2 separate regions of the Mus musculus genome follow, and region 1 is linked to region 2. A link is a contact called in public Micro-C data. All regions are on one chromosome and are shown on one strand. Each heading gives the region's core, a stretch centred on a gene start, on an enhancer-like site or on the middle of the called end of the contact. The rest is flanking DNA. Distances are from core to core; before and after follow the strand shown. Region 1 holds the start of Arhgap28 (Rho GTPase activating protein 28). Region 2 holds the start of Lama1 (laminin, alpha 1).

What was found. A called contact is a pair of places that touch in the nucleus more often than the background predicts.
Region 1: a contact with region 2 is called in a Micro-C map of embryonic stem cells, with 2.7 times the contacts expected there. The contact joins the promoter of Arhgap28 here to the promoter of Lama1 in region 2. A contact is called at or near these places in 3 of 484 Hi-C or Micro-C datasets (all in embryonic stem cells) and 1 of 115 datasets of contacts at active chromatin or transcription factors (extraembryonic endoderm stem cells).

Annotation. Positions count from the first base shown.
Region 1 is chr17:68,002,189-68,007,328 of GRCm38.p6, forward strand. It overlaps Arhgap28 (Rho GTPase activating protein 28), which reads right to left and starts at 1,920. Exons shown (of 18, transcript NM_172964.4): 1 at 1,707-1,920. The coding sequence starts at 1,822.
Region 2 is chr17:67,693,589-67,699,002 of GRCm38.p6, forward strand. Lama1 (laminin, alpha 1) reads left to right here and starts at 3,677. Exons shown (of 63, transcript NM_008480.2): 1 at 3,677-3,828. The coding sequence starts at 3,747.

The DNA of each region.
Region 1 (5,140 bases), core at 670-3,169, 310 kb after region 2:
AATCCATTCGCAAGTTTAAAGAACGCATGTTCCTGAATGAGAGGGGTGCATTCTTCCAAAGCAGAACAATACCTTCTTGCTTCTTGGCTTGAAGGAAAGAATTGATCAGTAGCTAGTAAGTCAAAGGTTAATAACTGGGCCTGATAATTTCTGTTATCAGGCACATGATGGATGATGTAGTATCCTCTAGCTCCTAGTAAACACGGGAACCTCTATTTTCAGTGCTTCTACTGAGGGCCAGGGAGTTAAGCTATCCTCCCATAATTCTGCTGGGGGGGGCTGGAAGGAGGGCTGCACACTCCCATCCCCCGCCTCAGAGGAGGGAGTAACTGAGGGTCCTCTGGAGTACAAGGCAATCGGCAACATTATAAACTTAGACCCAACTGGTTTATGGTAAAGAACTGACTATGATATCAGTCAGCTCTCCCACTCTCACACATTACCATTCTACAAGACCACATGCTGAGCTAATAAAAAACAAAATCTCCCTCCAATTTGCTTTCAGCTATCTGGCTGATGCCCACAGGGACAGCTGCTAGGGTTTAAGCTACACCCAAGCCACTTAAGAATGTAGAAAACTGGCCCCTGCCTTGCATCCAATCCCATCTATTTAGTCAAGATGGTACTTTCTTCTAAAAGAATTACACACTCAATACAAAGAAGAGTTTGTATCTTCAAGCTGAGTCAAAATGATGTGCGTGACTCCGACTGCCGGAGAAAACTGGTACATCTCTCACTGTCTGTTTTAAAATGAGATTTGACTCAACCTGCTCTCTCTGGAAGAAACAATAATTTCTTTGTTAGCGAAGACCAGTATAATTCCTAAGCCAGTGCGATTGGTTCATCTCATGGATACCGTCCAAAGCATATTATGTGACATAGTCACAAATCAATTAAATTGGGAAACAGCAGTAATTATAATCACATAAAGTTAAGAGTGTGAGGAAAAGCAAGTAATTGAAAATAACAGTGATGTAAGATGCCATTAGGAGATGATATCAAAACACGCATTAGCGTAGGCTTCAAAATAAATAAGTAAAAACGTCCACTGATATAGTCGTAGAGAATAGCAAAGGAACTTCCCCTAAACACGCCAGACAGCAAACCATCTCACATTTGGAATATTTTTGACCATCCGTCTTTGGCGGAACAGATGGGCATGCCAGAGCAATGTTCTCCAGATCCCTGGCTTACTAAATGCACATGGTCACCCAAAGAAATAAACAGGAATTGCGTTGGTTGCATACAATCGGCACCGGCACTCATCAAATAATGACATCACTGTATTTAAACAATTGAGGGTATTTACAGTAGAAGTGAAATTGTTATGTCAGTGAAGGTTTCCTTTTGAGAAAAACTTTAGCTTCAAATAGTTAATCTGAGTGTCTGCGAGAACTTTTTTTCTTTTCAACCGACTTGTGTTTGGGTTCTTGGTAATATTTTAAAATTTCTCCAGTACATGGTGAGAGTCTTCCACAGAAATGGTATGTTTATCTAACTCTTGATAAAGTTGCGTCAAGACTACAAGTACCCCGCTAGCCTCAGCCAGCCACACACAGACTTTTTGCCCAGGCTGTTTCTCATCTCCAATCAGGATCATACAAAGAGCAGTCTCAGTTATCAACTCCATAAAAACTTGCCTAAGCGCTGCCCCCTCCCCGCCCCGCCCGGCGCGCGCGCGCGCGGCCCGCGGTGCCGCTCCGTACCTGCTGAGCGGATGGCTGGCCCGGGACGCGCAGCGTGGCTCAGCGCCCTGCGGTTGCGAGCGCGCGTGCGAGTGGTAGGCGGTCAGCACCACGCCGCCCGAGTCCTCCACCTCCATCCTCAGCGGCGCATGTCCCCGCGCTAACCCAGAACAAAGACCGAGACCAACGTGGACTAGCTCCGGGAGCGGGTCAGCGGCCCCGAGCGTCCGGCGCCCCAAGGCTCTGCGACTAGGACGGCCCCGCCCGCCCAAGGGCCACGCCCACAGAGTACAGCGGCAGATTAGCATACAACGCGGGCCACGCCCACAAAACAAGGCGCACCGATTAGCATAACTAAGAGCCACGCCCACAGAGTACAACAGACAGATTAGCTTAATACACCGAGGGCACGCCCACAGAGTACACCGGGCCGATTAACAAACACTGAGGGCCACGCCCACGGATCCCTGCTTCTAGGAAACTGGAAACCTGCCTGGAGCTTGCGGCTCCAGCCAGCAGCTCTAGTAAAGTTTGTGTTTTTCTTCCTTTGTTTCTCCTTTCCTCTTCTCAACCTCCTCCTCGGCCCCTTCAGACGGGAGGCTTATCCCATGGCTAGGAACATTTCCTGCCTGGCAGTCAGAAGTGAGACAGAAACCATGCCTTAGGCAAGGGGAGAAAGGCTAGGTCTGGAATGGGTGCTCTGGGGAAGAAAGGGAGAAAAATGTGACACTCTCATTTAAATGTAACACTCTCATCTGAATCGGAAATTGAAGAGCTGAATGGCACTGACGTTTGCTAGTCTAAGTGACAGCGAATTCGATTTCCCTTCTGCCCAAGCCATTCCCTCTGCACGTGCAAGCCTGAGCTTCCTTCCCATACCCTCAAGACTGCAACGCCAGACTCTTACCTCATTCCTAACATCCCTTTCCTCCACTCAGTTGTGGTCCCTGACAGATACTGTTTCCAGACTGTCTGAAAAGTACTCCTTATTGCCACGGGCTCCATGAATGCTATTTTCAGGGGGCTTTTTAAGGGAGAAGATTATAAACACACATGCACACACACACACACACACACACACACACACACACACTGTATATAACATACCCAAAAGTGCAATATAGTCTTTCTCCTGATTGTGTTTCTGGTTGGAACTGCTTTCAAAATTCTCTCCCTGTGAAACCGCTTAGAGATCATCAATCAAAGCCCCCTCCCCCACCTCTTACTCCCCGGCCACTTTCCAGAAATGGCTCTTGCTTTGTTACAGGAATAATTTCATTCTGCTCTGTGATGAAGGTAGACTCTCCAGACCATGCCTTGTGTGTTTCTTTGCTCTGGTCTGGCATCCACTTGAGTGACTCCTAATAGGTCGTGGTCTTTTTTTTTTTTACCTCCCCCCTCCCCCAAAGGCCAGATGGAACCAGGAAACTTCTCAGAATGAAACACCAAGGAGTAGAAAGCCTGAGGGGAAAACCCACCACTAACTCATGATCAAATTACCATTTTCCAGCAAGTTGGTGCTTTCTACTCAACTGGAAGCTGCTGGAAGAACTGGTCTCTCTCTCTCTCTCTCTCTCTCTCTCTCTCTCTCTCTCTCTCTCTCTCTCTCTCATATCCCAGAGCCCCTCCTGTTTCACATAGCACACACTCCAGAGAGGAAGGTGTGCTGGATAGTGTTTATCAACTTGACACAAGCTGAGGTCATCTGCGGGGAAGGAGCCTCAATTAAGAAAATGCCTCCATAAGAATCAGGCTGTAGGCAAGCCTGTAGAGTGTTTTCTTAACTAGGGACTGGGGGAGTGGGGGTAGCCCATTGTGAGTGGTGCTGGCACTGGGAAGGTGGCCCTAGGTTCTAAAGAAGGCATGCTGAAGAAGCCGTGGTGAGCAAGCTAGAGAGCAGCACCCCTCCATGGCCTCTGCCTCAGCTCCTGCCTCCAGGTTCCTGCCCTGCTTGAGTTCCTGCCCTCACTGCTTTTGATGAAGAACTGTGAACTGGAACTGGGAGGGAAATTAACCCTTTCCTCCCCAAGTTGCTTTTGCTCATGGTGTTTCATTCCAGTAATAGTAACCCTACCTAGGTCAGAAGGCTTGGTGATGAATGAATGAATGGATGAATGAATGAATGAAATGAATGGCTGGAATACAAGTGGATTGGTAAAGTAGATAGTACTCTTCAGGGTAGTGGTTCTTAGCTTTCAAGCTAGCCAAGGGATTTTTCCAAGTGACTCATATTGCTTCATAGCACTGAATCGAGCAACAAAAACAAGTTCTCTGTGTACTTCCATTTTTTGTGTGTGAGCTACAAAGTACAGCTTTTGTCAGCATCCTTGAGTTTTCAGGTTGCAAAAAGATGCCAGACTGCACATGTTGTGTGGCACAATGTGTTACTCAAGCTCCTTCCATTAACCCTTCAGATTGTCCGACCTGATGTGACTTATAGTCTCTAAGGGCTGGATCGGGTCATCTGTAACACAAGAGAGAAACCAGCAGGAAATCTAGAGAGATGGGGAGAAAGGTTGTGTGCACCAATCCTCGGTCTGATTTGCTACAGGGAGGGGGTGTTTCTTCTCTCTGAAGCTGTGACCTTGATGGTAGCTGTATGCTGCTCTCTGGAGTCTAGTAACCACTACTTGGTAGACAGACCTAGGGGTGGTGATGGCTAAGTGTTCCTGAATCACGACATACTTCTTCCTTTACTATGGGTACAACTTTAGAGACAGTCCCTCTCTTGCTAAGCTGTCCTTATCACCTGTGCTGCATGATCCTTCCATCAAGACATCGGCCTGCCGGAGAATCTTTGTGGGGCAGAATCCCTTAAGTGAAACTGCTGATGTGGCCGCACTGGAATAGTCCTGCTTTCCACTAAAGACAAAAATTGGTCTGTACAAGTGTTTTCTCAGTGAATAATTTTCAGCCTAAACAAGTTTAGTAATATAGACACCATGAAATCCATTTGGGGGCCTGAGCTCTGAGGTGGGACACCTGTCTGGCATGTGGCTCATGACCCTGAGTTTGATTCTAATTGATCCTCAGGATTGAAAGAGAAGAGGTGGGGACAAGGGTTGAAAACAAAAAGACCTTCAGGCTAGGGATGACAGCTTAGGGCAGTGACAACTCGCCGGGTTGTGGAGTGAGTCCACACGAGGACCTTCGGGAAGATAAAGTTATCTGGACAGTGGACCATGGGCATTCGTTCTGAAATAGGACTTCCTGTTTGTTGGAGACAGGGTAAATGGAAGCAAGTTTGAGTTTCCTGTGCCAAGTACTGGGCTTAGAATCAGGAAACATGGGTGTCCACACCAGCCCAACACCGGCAAAACATGGGGCTCCGAGCAACATGCTAGTTTGTAGACCTGTTTCTGCACATTTGAAAGAAAGGAACTTACCTTGCATCAGGGTTCTATTCTGCTGTAGATGTCAAAACATCAGCCCACAGATGCTTCAGCGAGTGTTCT
Region 2 (5,414 bases), core at 2,427-4,926:
GTATATTATACTCTGGGAACTAAAATATATAAGATAAAATCTTTTTAAATCTCTTAAGAAATAACAAATCATAAGAAAGAAACCAGATGGTCCATTACATCCCCTATGGACGTAGATGGAAGAAAGATAATCTAAAGTGTATAAGGGCTCCATTTCAAGACACACACACACACACACATACACACACACACACACACACACACACACACACAGTTGAGGAAAGAGAAGAAGAGCTCAAGAAAACACTGAGTTTAGTCACCTTAAAGGAAAATCTCAGTGATCCACAGGTCAAGCCACGGGGGGGGGGGGGGGGGGGGGCAGGGTGGGAAGAGGATGGGGTAGGGCCAGGTTGTGCAAATTAAGTATTCTTCTGGTAGCCTCAGCTCCAAGAAAGGAGGGACAATTATCAAAAAGTATGTAGGTGTGGTTAGACCATCCTATAGAAATCCAGGACAATAGAGACTGTGGGTGTGTGGTTAGATCATCCTGCTGATGCCCAGGACAATAGAGACACTCTGATATATCTGGGAAAGCATTCTCTAAGAGTTACTGTCAAAGACAAGGTCTAAATGGATTTCAGGGAAGCATCCTTGTTAGATAATGGAGTCCTGGGCTAGGCAGGGCAGGAGAACCTGCTGACCTCGCGTTTGTGCTAACCTAGATCTGTTCTCTTGCAAATAAATGAAAAAAAAATTAATTAATTTAAAAGGGGCGGGGGTTGGGATTTAGCTCAGTGATAGAGCGCTTGCCTAGCAAGCACAAATTCCTGGGTTCAGTCCTCAGCTCTGAAAAATAAAATAAAATAAATGGAATTTTAAAGTGTAAAAATTGTTCTGAGAGTGAAGCAGACTTAAGATAGAATTCATGAGGCAAAGCTGGGGTACAATGACGTAATGGCATGCAGGATGCTGTGACACAGCCTCAGCTCTCAGTGATGCTGTGATAGAACTCCAGCCACATGGAATGCTGAAACAAGATGAGTTTTGTCAGTTCACTTTGTGGCAAGCCTGGGCTATGTAGTGTTCAAAGCTGGCCAGGTCCACCTGGCAAAACCCTAGTCTCAGAAATAAAGAAAAAGAAAAAAAAAAAGAAAGGAAAAGAGAGAAAGCAAGCAAAGCAAAGAACAACAAAAACAAACAAATCAAACCCCCAAAACAAAACAAAACCCCAAAACGCCAACCTCTGAGGCAAAGAAAAGTTGTGGGTATTATCTGAAAATCTAGATACAGAGAAACTTTGTTAAAAAAACAAAACAAAACAAAACAAAGGGATAAATCTGAGGGACAAATCTGTAAATGGAAACATAATTAAAGGGAAGCAACTCTGAACAAGTCAGAAAGAAGTGCACCTAAGTAGAGGCTGAGACCTCGGGGATGGCTCAGCTCGTATTTTTCCCCTTTGGAAAATGATTCTCATAGAGCAGCTATCTCATTAATTAAGCCTAATGTAGCTGTGCTTTTAATTGTAAGATGGATCATCTGCTAGAAAACATGGGGCGTTATTCTTGCTCACTGCATAGGGAGAGCCTGGCCACTCTAGTTATGACAAAGCACAGAGAGGTGAGGGACCTTGTAAAAGGCCTCTGCAGCAGCCTGCACTTGGATGGTTGAGCCACGTGACTGTCCAAGCAGCAAGATGGTTCTGCTGTCTGTGTCCTACAGGAGTGGTCTGTCACTGTGCAGGATGGAAAAGAGACAGGACTAGTGTCTGGTCCAAGCAGTGGAGTGCGGAGGCTCTCAGAAAAGGCAGCCGTTTTATTAAACTCATTTTTCACCCTGAGCAGGTCTCCACACTCTCCGCAGCCCTGGAGGCAATTTAGGTATTTGCCAAGCAGAGTGAGGAGTGGAAAACTCTGTCCTGTGAACTTTCATAAAACATTTGGGATGAAGATATTTTGACCATTCCATTTTATCCGTGTGCTGTTGTGAAATTTTCTTTTGCTGAAACAGTCCTGCTTGATTCTGAGCCGCGATTGTAAGTCATGACCTGTGGCTCCTGATGCTTCCGATCTGCGATCTGCGATCTGCAGGTGATGGCTGTTCTCCTGCCCGTAACTCCAGCACCAGGTGTGACTGACCTGCAGGCTGTATTTGGGGAGCTGTCTGGACCTTGGAGCCCTCTTACATTGAGTCGTATGGTGACAGTACAGGAAACTGGGTGAGAAATCAGATCTGAGCTCTAGCCCCACACTAAACACAAGCAGGTAAGACAGGCCTGAGCTTACTTCCTGGTCTCTCCCAGGAGCCTCTCTAACTGCCCCTCTTAGAGAAAATCACAGACATGAATGAATGTTCTTTACGATGCCCTATGCATGTATCTAATATATAAGCAAGGCAGTTATTTAGATGCAAAAACATTTGTGATGTTCTAAATGTTTAACGCTTGAGTAATTATTTTTAGATGCTTACTTTACCCCTCATCACTCACTTGCCATCTAGGTATTCATTTTAATATTTAAGTAGTTAAGAACATCTGACTTTAACCTTTAGTGATGTGTTGAGTGGCATTACTGAGCCACAGTGGATTTTTCCCCGTGTGTGTGATAATTTCGCCTGTGCTAACTACCCACCACATGCATACTCAGTGCACGCAGAGGTCAAGAGAGGGTGTTGTATCCTTGGAACTAGAGTTACAGAAGCTTGTGAGCCTGAATTGAGCCCTGATCTCTGCAAGAACAGCACGTGCTCTAAGCCCCTAAACCCTCTCTGCAGCCCCCCCCCCCCGTACCTGTTTAAAGGGCCAAACGGTACAGGTTTGTTTTGTACTTCCTGTTAACAAATAATAGCCAACTATTCTCATTAGAATTTACTCATTACGTGGTTAAGGACCTGTGCTTAGAGAAACCGGGAATTGGTAGAGTTTTCAAAGTGATTTAGACAAACTGAACAAAAATGACCTCCTCCTATGAAAGAGAAAACGGCACAGGGCATCGTGGGAAACGTCATGGTGTCTGTGCATAGTGTGGAAATGCGTTATGAATACGTTTGCGAGGAAACTAAACTAAAACTTTCTCAGGTTTAAAACGAGTTTTTCCAAAATGAGCGTTGAGACTTGGAGACTACCCTTATACTTAAGTCCCAGCAACCGTCTGAGCTTTCCCTAGGCAAAAAAGCTACCCATTTTCTGAAGGGGGCTGGCAAACAAACAAAATGAAAACACAGCCACCCAAACCAAAACCACTGAGAGTGTCCTGTGCAGGAACAGACAGGATATAGGGTCCCGCAAGAATGGACTGTGACCTGACTATATTTCTACAGCTGGGGATTGGCCAAGACTGCACAGTTCCAACAGGCAGAAAAGGGTCAACAGGGCAAATACTTTCTTGGAATCCACCCTCCAGGGCCAGGCTTAACAGAAACCTGCTTCTCCCCGGCCCCTGTCTCTCCACCTTCCTCCCTATTGGACCCTGAATGCTCACCCCAACTGGAGTGGAGGGTCAGAGTACCACCCAGGAGAGGCACCCCGCCACCACCACCAGGGGCAGAACAGATCCCCTTGGGAAGAGACCCCTAGGAAGGACTCCGCACGGCGGGGCTCCCCCTGGAGGACAGACCTGGGCGCAGCGGGGCGCCTTTGGGGGAGGTCCTGGGTAGGACAGGGGCGGGGCGCGGCCAGGCAGGCGGGGGTGTGTCCGAAGGGCCTGCGCACCAGGCCAGGGTCGAGCTGGGAAGAGCACACTCGCGCAGTGCCTGTGAGCGAGCACGGGCGAGACCTTCCCCAGGAGCGCAGGGAGCGGCGGCGACAACATGCGCGGCAGCGGCACGGGAGCCGCGCTCCTGGTGCTCCTGGCCTCGGTGCTCTGGGTCACCGTGCGGAGCCAGCAGAGAGGTGAGCTCCGCGGCGGGAACACCGCTGACCCTCCGACTGGCGAGCGGGAGCGTGCGGGCGCAGGGGACAAAGCGCGGCGCTCGGGGCTGTGGATGGGCGCACGCACCCTGGCGCAGCGCGGACCTGCTGCGGGCCGCACGGGGCTGCAGGGACTCCAGCGGAAGCCGCCTCCCTGAGGACGCTGGCTGCTCCCTGGAGCTCTAGGCTCTGGTTTCCTCTGACTCTAGGGGTCACCTGCTTTCTAGCTTAGTGGGACCTTGAGATCCAGGAGTACAGTGGGTGGCGAGAGTGGCGTGTCCGGCACGTGAGAAGGGACACTGACTCCGTACCCAACGCCTGAGTGGCTGCGGACTGGCCGGAGACCGCCGGGTTGGTTGATTGTATGCAGCGCTCCCGCAATGAATGGGAACGGAGTTCTCTGGCATTCACTTCATTGTCCTGTGTTGCAGAGAGAGACCATGGAAGGAGAAAGGCCGGCTCCTCTGGGGCACTAGCATCCAGGGTGGTCTAGCGGGAAAAGACTGATGGAGAAGGGGTTCCAAGGTCAGCTGTCCTGGGCAACTGGGACCCGCATATGGCGTCCAGGACACAAATGTGTTCTCTAAAGTGTGCTCTTTGTGTACTCTGTAAAGTGAGCAAATAGACTCCCCACGCGTGTTTAAATTATGTGCACTATAAATTATGGCGTAAGGGGCTAGAAAGGTCGGACAGTGAGTGTGTCGGCTCTCCTTGGAATCAGTAGCTTTCTTTACAAGGTTGAGAACAGAAGCCAACCCAAAGTGAATTTTCAGTGGGCACTGGAGATGGGAGGTGGAGGGACAGAGAATATACCATGCCACCCAGAGTTATCTGCAAGCCCCTGCTAGGTGGTCACAAATGTTTGTCGAAAACGTCTCAATGTATGCAACAAGTGACATTGAGTGTGTTCCCACAGATTGCTCTCCAGGAGCACAGGTTAAAAGTAGGAGGCCGAACTCGAAATGCCCTCGTGGGAAAAATGTGTGTTTGGGCATTGTGCAGAGCCGTGAGCTGTGCAGGCTATGAGCATCCCATTCATTCATGCATTCATGATGAAAGCGCTGGACCGAGCTGGAAACGCAGCTTTGAATAGCCCGGCGGCTGCTCAGCTCAGGAGCGGGGGCTGGGAGAGGGGAATTTACATAGTTATCAGGGAAAGAAAAGAGCCAGCCTTTGGGAGGGAAGCTTTTGACGCTGAGAGCCCAACTCCTGCCTGTGAGGTTGCTGAAAGTGACCAAATCAGGGTTCTCACAGGGTGGAGAAAGCAGCTTGCCTTGGTTTATTGTTTCAAGACATTGAAAGTCTTAGACTGAGGAGATGCTCTGAATGCCTTCCGTTCCCCTGAGGGCTGGGTGCTTGGCCTGGGTGGTTATGAATGGTGTTTGGAGAAAGTGGACTGCGTGGGGCTTTCCTGCTTTGAGACACTGCAGAAAAGCTACGTCAGGCAGGGCCTTTGAATCGCTCCTATCTAGTCTATATTTGCCAACCCACAGCTTTCCTAATGAGTATCCTTGGAAGTTTTGTTCCCTGTATGGCTGATGAAATGGCATGATTTACTCTCTCTCTCT